Linked DNA regions of Mus musculus: regions 1, 2, 3 and 4 are each linked to region 5. The links are chromatin contacts, called in public Hi-C and promoter capture Hi-C maps. All regions are on one chromosome and are shown on one strand. The core of a region is the stretch at or near the end of the contact, and the rest is flanking DNA. Distances in the headings are between cores, read along the strand shown.

Region 1 (2,700 bases), core at 136-2,635, 370 kb before region 5:
CGCAGAGCTTGCTTATACTTCTCTAGCAATGCTGGGGAGTAGCTAAGTCAGTGAAGACGATGTGCCTTGTACAGTAAGCATTCTCCTGTCCACCATTCCTGTGTCTCCTGTATACACTGTGATTTTGTGCTAAGGAGGAGAGTGGGGTGGGTGTAGCTGGGTGTGGTGTCAAGTCAAGTAAGTCTCTCTCTCTCTCTCTCTCTCTCTCTCTCTTTCCCTTTTCTTCCGCTCTTTCCCATGAAAAAGCATCTTCCTGACTATCCAATTTATAACAGGACTTTTTTTTTAAACTTTGGTGTTAAATGGTAAAAAAACGATGTAAATATACTCCATAACAGCTAATATTTACATTACTTAGAGCAATGGTTCTCAGTTCCTTACAGCAGACTGGATCTACTTCCTTACACTAGAGCAAGAAGGGGAAGTCAGACCTCAGCAGTTAACTGGACCTGGACAACAGCTGCCCCCTGCCTACTCAGCCTAAATTATCATGCAGCCAGACTCTTAGCAGGAATCCTGACCTACGCCTGGGATGGATGACTATACCTCCTTAAACTCTGACATTCTTGGTCCTGATGCAGCCCCAAACCCAGAGTCTAAGAATCTGTCTCCCAGCATAAGCATCACGTCTCCCTTGGCAGTCTTGGGATGCAGGTGCAGCGCTGACTCTAGAGGAGTCTCTAATAGCCATCGCAGGTGGGGGGAGGGCAGTCCGGACTCCCGCTGGACTGCCAGATGTTTAGTTTCTGGCCTCCTTGGAGCACCGGGAAAAGAACAGAGAAAAAGCTCCTTCCTGCCCCCATGAGTCACCTCTAGAAGGATGCTCTTCCCAGCCTGGGATTTGCCCAAAGTGGAGGGGGCGGGAAGGATCAAATTTGCTTTGTTATTGGGAGAATGGGAGAGGTGTGGAGAGGGAAAGAGAGGAGAAAGAAGTGAGAGGAGGGAAGACAGGGGAAGGGAAGAGAGAAAAGAGAGGAGAGTTGTTTTGTAGCTCAGACTAGCAAAGAAGAGCAACAGGGAGCGGCCGGCCGGCCGGGGGCCCCCCCGCTCCCCTCGGGGCCTCTGAAGCGGCACGCACCGTAATTCCCTGCCCGGAGCTGTGCAGATTTCCACAAACAATGACATCACCGGGCGCCGGCAGTGGGTGGCAGCGGGGGGGATTTTCCTGGGCGCGCAGCGGTCGGGCGGAGCAAAGCCGCTCCGAGCTGGCGGGGGCGCGGGCTCGCGGCGCCCCCGGGGACCCGGGCAGCCAGCTGGGCAGGGGAGGGCGGGGGCGGGCGGGGGCGGGCTCGGGGCGGCCCGGGGCGGGGCCCGCCGATCCTCTGGCCTCCATTGGCCGCTGGCGGGCGCGCGTCACCCGGGCTGGCGCTCGCCTCCAGCCCTCTAGAATTGGAGCCGAGGAGGAGCTGAAAATGCAGATTTAGCATCAAGCACAGACACACACTAGCTCTTTCTCTCGGGTACACACAGCTCCGCACATTCGCACCCCTGCCAGCCAGCCGGGCTGCGCGACTCCCCGGCTTCCCTGGCAGCCAGCTGCTGGTGGACAGCGTACAGATTTGCTGTTTGCCAAGCTTCTTTTCTGCCTCTTTTGCTATACAAAGATTTTTTTTTTTAAAAAAAAAAAAAAAGAAAAACAGAAACAAAAACTACATACCTATTTTTTATTTGCATCTTCCCTCTTCGTCCCCTGCTCCACCACCCTGCGCGCCTCACAGCCCCACTTTTCACTCCCAAAGAAGGATGGAGGGCGGTTGTGGATCCCAGTGGAAGGCGGCCGGGTTCCTCTTCTGTGTGATGGTTTTTGCGTCTGCCGAGAGACCCGTCTTCACGAATCATTTTCTTGTGGAGTTGCATAAAGACGGAGAGGAAGAGGCTCGCCAAGTTGCAGCAGAACACGGCTTTGGAGTCCGAAAGGTAAGATTTTTTTTCCATACATTTCACATGTTGTTTCCAGAGGAGGGACAGCCTTGCGCAATCTCGTTGCAGATTTGCAAGTTTTCTGTCTTTTTATGCTATGCAGCTATTCTGCCATCGGTTCTCAAACACGACATTGCCTCCGGTGATCTTTCATGGGTTATGTAATTAAAATGTCCTTCATCTGTATTAGAAAGGTCAGAGAAATAATTTGTTGGTGTTTGACTTGGTGGGGGCAAAATAAGACCGCACCTTACAAAGGATGCTGTGCGCCCCGGCTGCTGTCCGAGGTACCAAGTTCTCCAGGCTGCCTAGGGACAGAGGGATAGAGTCCAGAGCAGCTGGGCTTACGTCGACTGCTTTGCCAGGGAAGTCTCCCAGCCCCCCACGCCCCGGAGAAAGAATAGTTTCCCACCGACATGGCTCAAAGATCGAGCGTTGCAGTTCACCTCAGTTTTCCGACCCACGCCTAAGGACTTCCCTCCCAGCGACTTTCAGTCCCTGCTTTTTTCCCCAGTGGACAAGAGCTTTCTGACTTGGAAACAAGGACGGAGTTCTCTGTCCAAAACGAGTGCTGAACTTGTGCGCTTTGGCTCCTGCCCACGACCTCCCACTCCAGAAGCGCACTCCTGTTTGGAGAGTTCTTAATTTGCTTCTTTAGGACACCTCGCTGCCAAGAGAGATGGATTCTGAGGGGGATTCCCCCCGGAAAAGTCGAGGTGTCCTCTCCTGATGTGTGGGCAGCCAGCGCGGTTTTCCCCAGAGAGCACGGGGATCCCCATT
Region 2 (2,700 bases), core at 166-2,665, 320 kb after region 5:
GACTGTTGCATCCCACCCTTTCCTCTAAGCATCTTGAGCATCTGCACATCTGTGACAAAATACCTCCTCACAGTGAATAAACGCCGCCCCACCTAAGGTCTGGCCAAGCCTTTCTTTCCACCTCTGTCGCTCTACACCTGTTTTTATGTAATTAAGCTATTTGTTTATTTATTTATTTATGTTTCTATTTATTTATTTATTTGGGGTTTTTTGTGTGTGGTGTTTGTTTGTTTGTTTGTTTGTTTTTGAGTCAGGGTTACTCTGTGTAGCCTTGGCCATCTTAGAACTCACTCTGTAGACCAGGCGAGCCTCAAACTCAGAGATCAGCCTGCCTCTGCTTCCCAAGAGTGCAGGGCATAATGGCAAGTACTGTGCTTTCCCCATCCCCAACCTTACCACTCCACTCTCATTCTGTGTGCAGCTGCTTTTAAATAATATAACAGAAATAACCCCAGCTCGTATGGTATAAATGGAGCATGCCAATGGAGTACAGAGAAAAAAACAAAAACAAAAAACAAAAACGCTGAAATGGAGGCTCTGTGGATGGAATAAACTGCCAAGGCTATCTCTCAAAGGAAAAGCAGAGAGAGACGGACCAGGGGAAAGTCTTGAGGGTTATGAAGAGAACAGTATCTGAGCTGAGAGGAGAGCAGGTTAGCAGGAGCAGCCTGGGGACTAGCATGGACTCTGATCTGTTGGGTGAGTTTTCACGCTGACAGAGAACTAGGAGCCCTCACCGGAGGTTTGGGGACTGTAGGAGCAGATAAGAAAGAAACGGCTCTTCCTGACAAACGGAAACCCATTTGGCAAGGTGTCTGCGGAATGCTGGGTGTTTGCCTACAGGGTCAGAGTCCAGCATGAGCAGAGCCCAAACTGTCATGAGGAGTGGGAGGGGACCTGGCATTTATTACAACCATGTCACAGAGGAGCGGTAAGGGGACTAATTAGCCTTTAATAACTTACATGTCTGACACAGCCAGAGCAGCCATGAAAAATGATACATTCAACACCAGAAGCCAGATCTCCTTCAGTAAACAAATAACAACAAGCAAATATCACACATGTATGACACATGGCTATACATGTGTGAATCTGATAACTTAGGTGAGACGTGCGGCATGTTGTCCTGCCTTTCCTCCCTGTAACTCCATCACAGACACTTTTTCTACGCTTCTGAGGCTCCAGTCATGGTCAGCTGGATTCATGGATTTGAGCATGATGCTGAGCTAGAGATCACAGCAACAGGATGGATGGTGGGGCAGAAAATGCTCGCTTCATGGCCAGCAAAAAACAGGAAACAATGCGCCCGTGCTCACCAACGGCTCCCTTCCTCTCTTTTATTCCATCAGAGCCTCCAGGTTATTAGATGCACTGCACTCCTACATTCAGGGTGGTTAATGTCTGGGGAAATGACCTCACAGACACACCCAAGGATGTGGTTTGTTGATCTCTTGGGTTTTTCTTCATTGGACCAAGCTGCCTATCAAGATCTGCTTAATTTCAGAGGGGGGACAGTGGGGCACACATGAAGTGCCACATATGGGGAGGGAGGCAAGAGAATTGGAAACCCGAGGCTAGTCTGATCTACATATGCAATCAGGTCTCAAAATAAAATAAAATTTAATAAGAATCATACTGGGGGGGGGCTGCACTTTAATCCCAGCACTCTCCAGGCAGAGGCAGGCAGATATCTGTGCGTTTGAGGCCAGCCTGGTCCACATTGCTAGTCAAGGCTACACAGTGAGAATCTGTTAATTTTTTTTTCTTTTGAGACAGAGTCTCATGAGTAGCTCAGGTTAGCTAACCCATGATCCCCCTGCTTCAACCTTCTGAGTGCTAGGATGATAGTTGCTAGCCAGCAAGCCTGGCTTTTAGTTTATAATTGAATTTTTTAAAATGCCCATCGTAGACAGAGTCCTCAAAAAGCATACGATATCATATTCTGCTTCTGATCATTCATCTTCATAATTAAGATAAATGGACTTGAAATGGCCAGAGGGCTGGAGTGTTGCTGTGAAATCATGAGGACTACTGTGGATCCCAGCATCCACATAACAAGCTGGGTGCCCTGCTCGCACCTGTAACCCTAGTTCCAAGGAGTTTGAAGACAGGAAGATTGGTAGGGCTCCTAGGTTTAGCTTACAGTCAGAGAAAACTCAAGCCCCAGGTTCATAGGAAGACTCTGCCTCAAAGGAAAAGGTGGAAAGCAACAGGAGCAGACACCTAACATCCTCTTCTGGGCTCAGCACATGCCAGGGCACACGCGCGCGCGCGCACACACACACACACACACACACACACACACACTGGTCTTTTTTAAACATTATGTTAAATGGCTTCCCCCATTAGATCATGAGAAAGGCAGACCCCCACGGTCTTATTCAACACTGTGCTAGAAGCTTTAGCTAGTGAAATAAGGCAAAAACCAAATAAAGGAACATGAGAGATGAAAGAGGTACAGAATGTGGCTGGATACGGTGGTGCATTCATTTAATCCCAGCATTTGTCACATGTGGCAGGCAGATCTCTGAGTTTGAGACCAGCCTGGTCTACAGAGTGAGTTCCAAGACAGCCAGGGCTACAGAGAGAGAGGGAGGGGGAGGGGGGAGGAGGAGAGAGAGGGAGAGGGAGAAATATCACTGCCCTGGGCTGTGGGTACAGCTCTGTGATGGATTGCTTGTGTAATAGTATCTATAAGAC
Region 3 (2,700 bases), core at 24-2,523, 480 kb after region 5:
CGAAACAAAAAAAAGGTATGTGCCACAATAAATATTGGTTGGGCCAATAAATACTTTAAAAAAAGACAATCTTGGGGGGGTGGGTATGGGAGACTTTTGGGATAGCATTGGAAATGTAAATGAGGAAAATACCTAATTTAAAAAAACATTTATTAAAAAAAAAAAAAAAAGACAATCTCGGGCAGAGGTGTGACCTCATGAGCACCCTGTATTAACCATTGACCGTCTATAGCTTGGAGGAGGGTTGTAGCCTCGTGAGCGTTCCCCACCCTCTGGGGGATAGTTAGTGAGCCCAATCTTGTTTAGGTCTCCTTCAGGTAATTATAGCTGCTGATGGGTCTAGAGGGCACCGGCCATGGCGTGCCTGAAGGGTGGCATTCCACAGCACAGGTGTTATCTCAGCTTCCTCCATCTGAGGTGTGGTGTCTGACCCTAGTCAGAGCTGTAACTGCTGCACTCGTGTTTTATGTCCCCTTTCCTTCTGCTGTTCCTGTCATCCTTTCCTGGTTTCCCACAACTCTGGGACATTCGATTCCACTCATTTATAGTCTTTTTTCTCTGCCTTTGGTTTGGGAAGGTTTTATGCAGCTGCTCAAGCTCAGAACGACTCTTCTAAACTATGCATAGAAGGTTATTGATTAGTCCACTGTCAAAACGGCTTAGTTTCGGTTGCTATTTTTGCCCTCTGCATTAATCTACTTCTTTCTTAGGACTTCCAGCCCTTTCTAAACTGCCATCTGCTCTTGCATGCTCGCCCCTTAGAGCATGTAACATATCAACTACCGCTGTTAAATGTCTTTCCCAGGAATCTCAGGACCCCTGCACTGAGTGAGTGTGCTTCTGGGGCTTGTTCATCTCTTCAAGTGGTCTAGCCATGGTGGCTCAGTGTTCCGTGAAGTACGAGGCTCTGTTCCATCACATCCATGCCCCTGTTGCACCCCCATCAGCTCAGGCAGCTGCCCCTCCCCACACTCCCAGGCACCCATGCTACTGTTTTATACCTCCAGTGTATATTCCTGGGATATGGAACACTCAGTTCACCACAGTGGTGCCTTTCCTGTCTCAGGAAGAGTCCAACAGACACTCAGAGCAGCCCCTGAGAGAGGTGTAATGAGGCCTTTCTAGCCCCTCTGGTGCAGAGCCTGCTCTGTTCTCATTGCATTGCTAGTTCTAGCCAGCTTTTCCTTCTAGGCTTTTCCTCAGCCTGCATTAGTAAAGAAGCACACTTAACGCTGTCACATGTCACTTGACTTTGAAGCTGTTTTTTCTCCACCACTCTGCGATTTGGTAAATTGAGTAGTACGAGCCAGGCACTATTCTAACTGGGATGCCAATGCTAGGTAGGTTTCTGTCCTCTGCAGCTGACATTCTCAAACAGGGAAGTGACAGGGTTAGCTCACTAAGCTAAGATGCACTTACTGAGGGCGTGTGTGTGTGTGTGTGTGTGTGTGTGTGTGTGTATGTGTGTCACAGAAGGACTGCTGTGTTCCTGGGAATTAAAACCAGCCTCTGAGGGAGGTAACCTTGCAAGAAGTGCTGACAAGGAAATGCCAGGAGGAAGAAAACTGGATGGAAGGCCAGACCCAGGCCCTGAGGCATGAGAAAGACTGGTAGCTGTGATGGGAACATCCTGACGACACAGGAGTGTGGTTCTAGGAGGAGAGGCCAGAGTGTGACAGAGTCAGGTCTTGCAAGTTCCCTGTAAGGCACAGTTGAGGACTTTGAAATGTACTCTGTACATACAGTGGGAAACCATATAGGAATTGTGAACCAGGGGGCATGAGTTGATGCTTGCTTTTTAAATAGAGTCTTACTGTGTAGCCCTGACTGGACTAAATCTTACTTTGTAGACCAAGCTGGCTCTGAACTCACAGAGATCTGCATGTCTTTGCCTCCCAAGTGCTGGGATTAAAGGTGTGTTGCCACTATGCCTAGTTAGTTTATTTTTAAAAGAAGTGTTGTGGCCTCTATGTGGAGACTGGATGGTGTGGGACAAGAATGGGCCAAGAGGAGGCAGTGATGGTGGTCCAGGCTTGGTGGACCGTGTTTTGGAGAAGAGTAGAAGTTGCAGAGGTTAGCGGAACTTTGTCACATCCATGAGATTCTACAGGACTCACATGAGACTGTTAAGGGGGAGAAATTGTTCTGTGGACTGATGGAGCTACAAATTATCTGGCATGGCATTGAAAGCCACCCCCAAACTTGGTGACTTGATGTAATGAGTACTAAATATGTCTTGAACTTCTGCCTCTGCCTGGCCTCAGCAGAGTGGCTCTTTTACTTTGTGAGTCTTTGGGGTCTTGGTTTCATGGGGCCTGTGGTCATCCACTGGCCTAGTTGGAGCCACCTGGAAGCTACATGTGCATTGTGCATGGGGTGGAAAACTTGGGCTTGAAGCGCCAGGCATTGCTTCTGCCACTCTGATTGGTCAAAGTTCTTTACAGCCATTATACCTGCAAGGGTGGGGGGTGTTGCTAGTGGCTGTGTTTGGAAACTGCTTGCGCAGCTTTGAAGATTGCTTTGAAATTCACTTGAAGCCTTGGAAGAATTTCAAAGCTGGCTTTTGAGGAGTTTGGTGTCCAGGCTAGAGAATTCTGGAAACAAATTACAAAGGAAGAAACCTTGCTCTTTTCAACAAGTTATTTTCCAGGCTAAGAGCAAACTGACTCTAAAAGACAACTCGGTTTCTAAGCTTCACCT
Region 4 (2,700 bases), core at 63-2,562, 390 kb after region 5:
GGCCATTTCTACTGTGCTGCCACACGAGGCATAGGGCTTGAGGAGTGAGGAAGGGGGAAGGCATTTCTCCCTCGACCACCCCAAGGCAAATGAAAAGAGTTAGCTTTCCTGCACTCCCTTCTTCGGCCCCCCACCCCCACTCTCTCTCAAAGATTTATTTTATGTATATGAGCACACACTAGCTGTACAGATAGTTGTGAACCTTCATCTGGTTGTTGGGAATTGAATTTAGGTCAACCCTGCTCGATCTGGCCCAAAGATTTATTTATTATTATAAATAAGTACACTGTAGCTGTCTTCAGTCGCACCAAAAGAGGGTGTCAGATCTCATTATGGGTGGTTGTGAGCCACCATGTGGTTTCTGGGATTTGAACTCAGGACCTTCAGAAGAGCAGTCAGCGCTCTTACCCGCTGAGCCATCTCTCCAGCCCCAACTTCCTCCACTTTAATGGTCCACTTTCTACTTAAAACAAAAACAAACAAACAAACAAACAAACAAAACCTAGGTTCTACATGAGAGACACAAACAATATGTCTGAGTCACTTATCTTACTTCAAATGAGGTGACATAATTTCATTTTTTATGGCTGTATGATACTCAACTGCATATATACATATCTGAGAAATGAACACTTCTGACTCTTGACATAGAGCTTCCTATTTATTCCTGGGGTGACCCAGAGACCAGCAGGTGACCCAGAGATCAGCCTTCCCTGCAGTATTTAATGCATACTCTGCACATATCTTCTATGGGCAGAGCACCCAGCAAGGTCTAAGAAGGTTAAGAGATTTCAGGGGCCCACATCATCACCTGGCCAGTAAAGAAAGGGGCTGACTAAGAGGTTTTTTCATTAAAAGGATATAGTATAGGCACGGAGTCTGGTTTTGAGGATGGGTAGGTACTTCATGATATAGACACAGAAGGAGACAGACCATAAAAGCTCTAGTTATAACATCTCTACCTTATAAACCTGTTCCCTGCCCCAGTGTTCCTGCTTCCTCTTCTGACTATAATCTCACTCCTGGCAGACAGACAGTTTTGTCAAAAAAGCTTCTTCCTGGGCTTGAATGAATAAAATCCAGTCTCCACACCTTCAAGGGAATAGAGATAGACCTGTGTAAAGAGGATCTAAGCCCCACCCACAACACCGAGGCCACGCCCATCACCTCCCTCTCTAACAAAAACCAATCTTACCCTAGTCAAAAGAACAGGTTGGTTGGGAACCAAAAGCACCATCTGCTACCAGACATAAATTAACCTACTGACACCTACCTGGGTTCCAAAGTCCAAGGCCACTGGGAAGCACAGCACTGCCCATCTGCCACTCATTAACGGAGTCCGTGGTCAATCTGTTAACTCCCGATACCGCTCAATCGCCTCACCCACGAAATGCAGATAGTTCTCACACCCAGGAGGGCTGCTCTGAGGATTAACTGAGCTATCACAGGCACAAGAGCTGGCAAACACTAAGTCTCAGGGCGCTAGGATCTCGGTGTTTAGAATCCAGCTCAACACAATGGAAGCAGGGTCCCCTGCCTGCCCTATCCCTAAGTACTCAGGATTTGTCTTCCACCTATACCTTTTGTTATGAATTCTGTATTTCACAACAAAAAAGGATTTTAAAAAATGGTCCCTAGGAGGCTGGCTGAGCCATCCCTCACTGCCTGCTCTTTTGAATTTTTTCTTTTCTTTTTTAAGATTTATTTTATTTATTGTATGTAAATACACTGTAGCTGTCTTCAGACACCAGAAGAGGGGATCGGGTCTTGTTACAGATGGCTGTGAGCCTCCTTGTGGTTGCTGGGATTTGAACTCAGGATCTCTAGAAGAACAGTCACTGCTCTTAGCCGCTGAGCCATCTCTCCAGTCCCCATTTTGAATTTTCTATCCGACACCTTTATTACCTAGTTCATTCATATATACATACATGCATGCGTACATACATATACACACACATATACATACATTCATATATACATGTGTATATAGATTATATACATACACACATATATATGTTCTTCTGGGGTGTTGTCAACAAAGACTTTTGAGTTTTTCATTCTTTTTGTGTGTGTGTGTTTGTTTATTCCCAACACTAAGCTGAATTTCAAATCCCACATCTCCAGGTAAAGTCCCCACTTCTGGAACTTTCTGATTGCTTTCCTTCCTCTGGGTCAAATGTTCCTTTCCTGATTTTGAGCCAACTGTGAACTCCAACAAGAAGCTCTGACACTGGCCTCCTGGTGGGAGAAGACACTGAGGGCCGCCTCTAGGAAGGCAAAGAGGCAATGCCTGTGAAACCCAGAGTGCTCCTGCCCTTTGGCCTAGTAAGTTCACCTGTGGGAGGTTACATCAGAGATAGACTTGCATGGGTGGGCAAAGGATATGCAAGAAAATTCATGGTGGTCAGAATTAAATAAAACAGAAAACAACCTGAAAATGGAAGCAAAGACTTCTGGGAACTAGGAAAGGACTGTGCCTCTGTGATGGGATTTGTCATGGTTTCGTATTACATGGACAATGAGGAAAAGGAGTGAGGTTCCACAATGCAGACACCAAGCAAGCCAGGGTCTCCTTCCCAGGAGAGCAGCCATGTGCCTTCGAAGCTTCCAGGACAAAAAACAAACAAAGAATAAATGGCAAATCACTTTCAGAAGCAAACTGGGGCTGGAAAAGAATCTTGGGTGTTTTGTTTTGTTTTT
Region 5 (2,700 bases), core at 40-2,539:
GGAAGAAGGCACAGAAAATTTTATGCAGTAAACAGCATTCTTGTATTTGGACAGGATTGTGGAGGACGAAACACCAATGATAGGTTGAACCGTCCTTAAATGAAGTCTCATTTAGTGGGGTCAGAGTCCTGAGCAGAAAAAAACAAAAAACCAACCCCAAAAAAAAACAAAAATAAGCCAGAAGGGTTCGGGCTGCAGCTGGATGTAGGTTCTTTCTCTTCAGTGTGATTACCAATTATTAATACCAAAGACTTGTTAAAAGGGCAAACTCTTAGGTTACATTCTAGGTGCACGGAGCCAGAACTAAGAAATCTTTGAGCAAACTCTCCAGGTGATTCTGACGCCACTGCCGTAGCCTGCCAAACACCCCGTGGCAATGCAGTAAGGGATTAGAATTGCCACGACTTGCCTTTAATCTTAAGAAAGAAACAAAACCCTTAAAACTAATGGGAACCGCGGTTTGCTACCTAGGGTAGATTTTTTTTATATAGCGCCCAGAAAACAGAAACAAAGAAAAACAACGATCATGTTGCCCAAAAGCCTTCTTAGATAATTAAGACTTTTTTTATAGAGATCCTGATGTTCTCGTTGCCTAAATTCAGTTCAAAAGTGAGGTGATCATCCCACGTCTTACGAGTTCCTTTTATTCGCTACAAAAACACCCGGAGAAAACAAGGCTAGGATTGCGGGTGGCCCTGTGGAAGCAGTATTTCCGTGCAACCGCCCTTTAGGAAAACACAATTCCCCAATGAGAAACCCCCAAGCGCAGCGGCGGGGCCCGGCCCACAGTCCCGGGCCACGCGGCGTCCCCCACGCACCCCCCGCGGGCCACTGGGCCTCCTCCCAGCCCGCTCAGAAGATAAACAAATCACTCCTGTTTTCCAGTCCTGGAATAAGCGCTGACTCACACAGCACTTTGATCAGCCACGGTCGCCTCAGGAAGGAGGAAAACTGTGCAGATTTTTCCCTCTCACGCGACGGCCCGAAGTGCCGCGCTGACCAATCAGGACTGGGTGGTGGGAACAGCACCAAAGTAGGTAAAAAAATGCGGGTCGCGGTCCCTGAGAGCCGTTTTGAGAGTTCTCGTCGCCAAGCAGAGCACCCGCCCACCGGCATTCGCCCCGCCCACTCCGCGCCGGGGCCCCGCCCCTAGCGGCGCGCACACCTGGCCAGGTGGCGACTTCCATGTATGGGCAAAGGCCGCGCGGTAGGCGGGGCATCGCGTGGTCCCGCCTCCAGGGCAGGGCCAGATTCCCCGGAGCGTCCTGTGTCCACCCTTCACGGAGCAGCAGCCCGGGCGCTCCTCTGGGCGGGGAACCCATGCACTCCCCTTAACTGGAGAGGGGTTTCCAGTTGTCTGGAGACTATTGGGACTCCTGGGTGGGGCCTGTCTGGGGAGGCCGGCCTGTTGCGTAGCAACGGTGGGCGGAGCGAGGGGCGCGCGCAGCCGCAGTCTGGCTGGAACTCGTGCCCGCCCTTAATAAGCTCGAGCTGCCGCGTCCGCCCTGCGCCTGCTCTCCTGCTTTTGCTACCCGGAGGACGAAGGTGCACAGACTTTGCCGTCAGGCTCCTAGCTCTCCTCCCGAAGTCCGCCCCAGCGAACATGGTGAGTGATCCTCGGGCGTGTGCTAAGGGAGGGGTCGGTTCCAAGGCAGCTCCTGGGCGGCATCATGCCCACCGTTCCAGGCCGCCGCCCGGGATCCCCTTCGGCCCGGCCTCGCTGCCTTCGATCCCGAAGTCGGTAGATCCCCGGGATGGGCGGCCGAACCTGAGACCATCCGTGTGGGCGCGGTTTTCTCCAAGGCCAGCTTGGTGACCCGTGAGCTTTTCCAGCCCTTTTTACTGAGAAGGAAAAGGATTTTATTGAACACTCTAGAGGGCGGAGTAATTGCTAGTGAGCGTGATTAAGAACCGGGTGGCCTTGCCGTGGCTTTGTTTGTCGTATCTGGCAATCAGCTTCAGTGGCACTCTCGTTGGGCTTGTCAAGCTTGGCAGTGGCTCTTTTAACCCTTCCCTGCCGGGTCCATTCATCCATGCTAGAAATTTGCCTTTACCTGAGAACAAGGCTTTACCACAACTTTGGGTGCAAGTCCTGGACATGATGTTGTTGCTTTTCAGATGCAAATTTAAAAACTTTCAGAAAGCCCGTATAATTACTCCAGCCCTTTAAAAAGAGAAACATTCGTTGTATTGAGATGGTAGAGATTTTGCTTAATTTACAAACTTCTCTACCTCCAAAGTGTTACTCAAATCGGTTGTAAAACAGTATCTCAACTGGGCGATCAGGTGGAACATTTTGTCACTGTAGTCTGCACAATGTTACCATTTTTGGTCAATGATTTGCTGGCAAGGCCTTGCCTCACTGCTAGAAATACTATCCTGTTGCTACATCTGTGCGCCGGGAAACAGTTGGTACCCACTTATCTGTCTACAGAGTGTTTTCACTGAATAACAACTTTGGTTTTTTCTTAGGATATAGCAACTGGCTTGCAGGTGCAGGCTGGCTCATTAGATTAAATGGATAGTTTTCTTGAAAACGGACCATGCTTAGCTGTGCCTTGATATTAAGTCATGTTTGGGTTTAATGCTATGAGCTACAAATATTTCAGACCTTGAAGTCTGTTGAACCTCAGCAAGATTTTAAGTGTATGTATATGTTGATTTATAGTAAAGACTAAATCCAAAGGTTTTGAGTGCTGA

The links. Promoter capture Hi-C pulls out the DNA fragments that hold promoters and counts their contacts. A called contact is a pair of places that touch in the nucleus more often than the background predicts.
Region 1: a Hi-C map of olfactory sensory neurons shows a contact between it and region 5, with 5 times the contacts expected there. The contact joins the promoter of Pcsk2 here to the promoter of Dstn in region 5. A contact is called at or near these places in 4 of 484 Hi-C or Micro-C datasets (embryonic stem cells and olfactory sensory neurons) and 1 of 115 datasets of contacts at active chromatin or transcription factors (embryonic stem cells).
Region 2: a contact with region 5 is called in a Hi-C map of B cells, with 45 read pairs. The contact joins the enhancer-like site here to the promoter of Dstn in region 5. A contact is called at or near these places in 18 of 39 promoter capture datasets (the 3T3-L1 cell line, 3T3-L1-derived adipocytes, the C10 cell line and 12 more), 16 of 484 Hi-C or Micro-C datasets (B cells, CD4 T cells, the G1E-ER4 cell line and 11 more), 31 of 115 datasets of contacts at active chromatin or transcription factors (the 230-238 cell line, the NIH/3T3 cell line, SST interneurons and 21 more) and 4 of 9 other capture datasets (adipose tissue, liver, macrophages and 1 more).
Region 3: a contact with region 5 is called in a promoter capture Hi-C map of the C10 cell line, with 4 times the contacts expected there. The contact joins the enhancer-like site here to the promoter of Dstn in region 5. A contact is called at or near these places in 11 of 39 promoter capture datasets (the 3T3-L1 cell line, 3T3-L1-derived adipocytes, the C10 cell line and 5 more), 9 of 115 datasets of contacts at active chromatin or transcription factors (astrocytes, bone marrow-derived macrophages, embryonic stem cells and 5 more) and 1 of 9 other capture datasets (liver).
Region 4: a promoter capture Hi-C map of liver shows a contact between it and region 5, with 2.3 times the contacts expected there. The contact joins the enhancer-like site here to the promoter of Dstn in region 5. A contact is called at or near these places in 13 of 39 promoter capture datasets (the 3T3-L1 cell line, 3T3-L1-derived adipocytes, the C10 cell line and 8 more), 2 of 484 Hi-C or Micro-C datasets (the Ba/F3 cell line and natural killer cells), 20 of 115 datasets of contacts at active chromatin or transcription factors (the 230-238 cell line, astrocytes, bone marrow-derived macrophages and 14 more) and 4 of 9 other capture datasets (adipose tissue, embryonic stem cells, liver and 1 more).

The regions. Positions count from the first base shown.
Region 1 is chr2:143,544,748-143,547,447 of GRCm38.p6, forward strand. It overlaps Pcsk2 (proprotein convertase subtilisin/kexin type 2), which reads left to right and starts at 1,386. Exons shown (of 12, transcript NM_008792.4): 1 at 1,386-1,917. The coding sequence starts at 1,744. Pcsk2os1 (proprotein convertase subtilisin/kexin type 2, opposite strand 1) reads right to left here. Exons shown (of 3, transcript NR_040354.1): 1 at 1,658-2,700.
Region 2 is chr2:144,229,911-144,232,610 of GRCm38.p6, forward strand. No RefSeq gene overlaps it. Among named protein-coding and RNA genes, the nearest start is that of Banf2os, 23 kb to the left of the region's middle. Within about 2 kb of position 1,416, at least 90 of the 459 cell types and tissues checked have an H3K27ac peak or open chromatin away from gene starts, as enhancers often do. A contact at or near this core is called in the 230-238 cell line, B cells, the G1E-ER4 cell line and 12 more, where this site is marked.
Region 3 is chr2:144,397,143-144,399,842 of GRCm38.p6, forward strand. All of the region lies in intron 7 of Kat14 (lysine acetyltransferase 14), which reads left to right. Among named protein-coding and RNA genes, the nearest start is that of Gm46768, 22 kb to the right of the region's middle. Within about 2 kb of position 1,274, at least 13 of the 459 cell types and tissues checked have an H3K27ac peak or open chromatin away from gene starts, as enhancers often do. A contact at or near this core is called in embryonic stem cells, where this site is marked.
Region 4 is chr2:144,307,514-144,310,213 of GRCm38.p6, forward strand. All of the region lies in intron 3 of Ovol2 (ovo like zinc finger 2), which reads right to left. Among named protein-coding and RNA genes, the nearest start is that of Ovol2, 23 kb to the right of the region's middle. Within about 2 kb of position 1,313, at least 24 of the 459 cell types and tissues checked have an H3K27ac peak or open chromatin away from gene starts, as enhancers often do. A contact at or near this core is called in extraembryonic endoderm stem cells and liver, where this site is marked.
Region 5 is chr2:143,914,042-143,916,741 of GRCm38.p6, forward strand. Dstn (destrin) reads left to right here and starts at 1,290. Exons shown (of 4, transcript NM_019771.2): 1 at 1,290-1,606. The coding sequence starts at 1,604. It also overlaps a transcript of Bfsp1 not described here.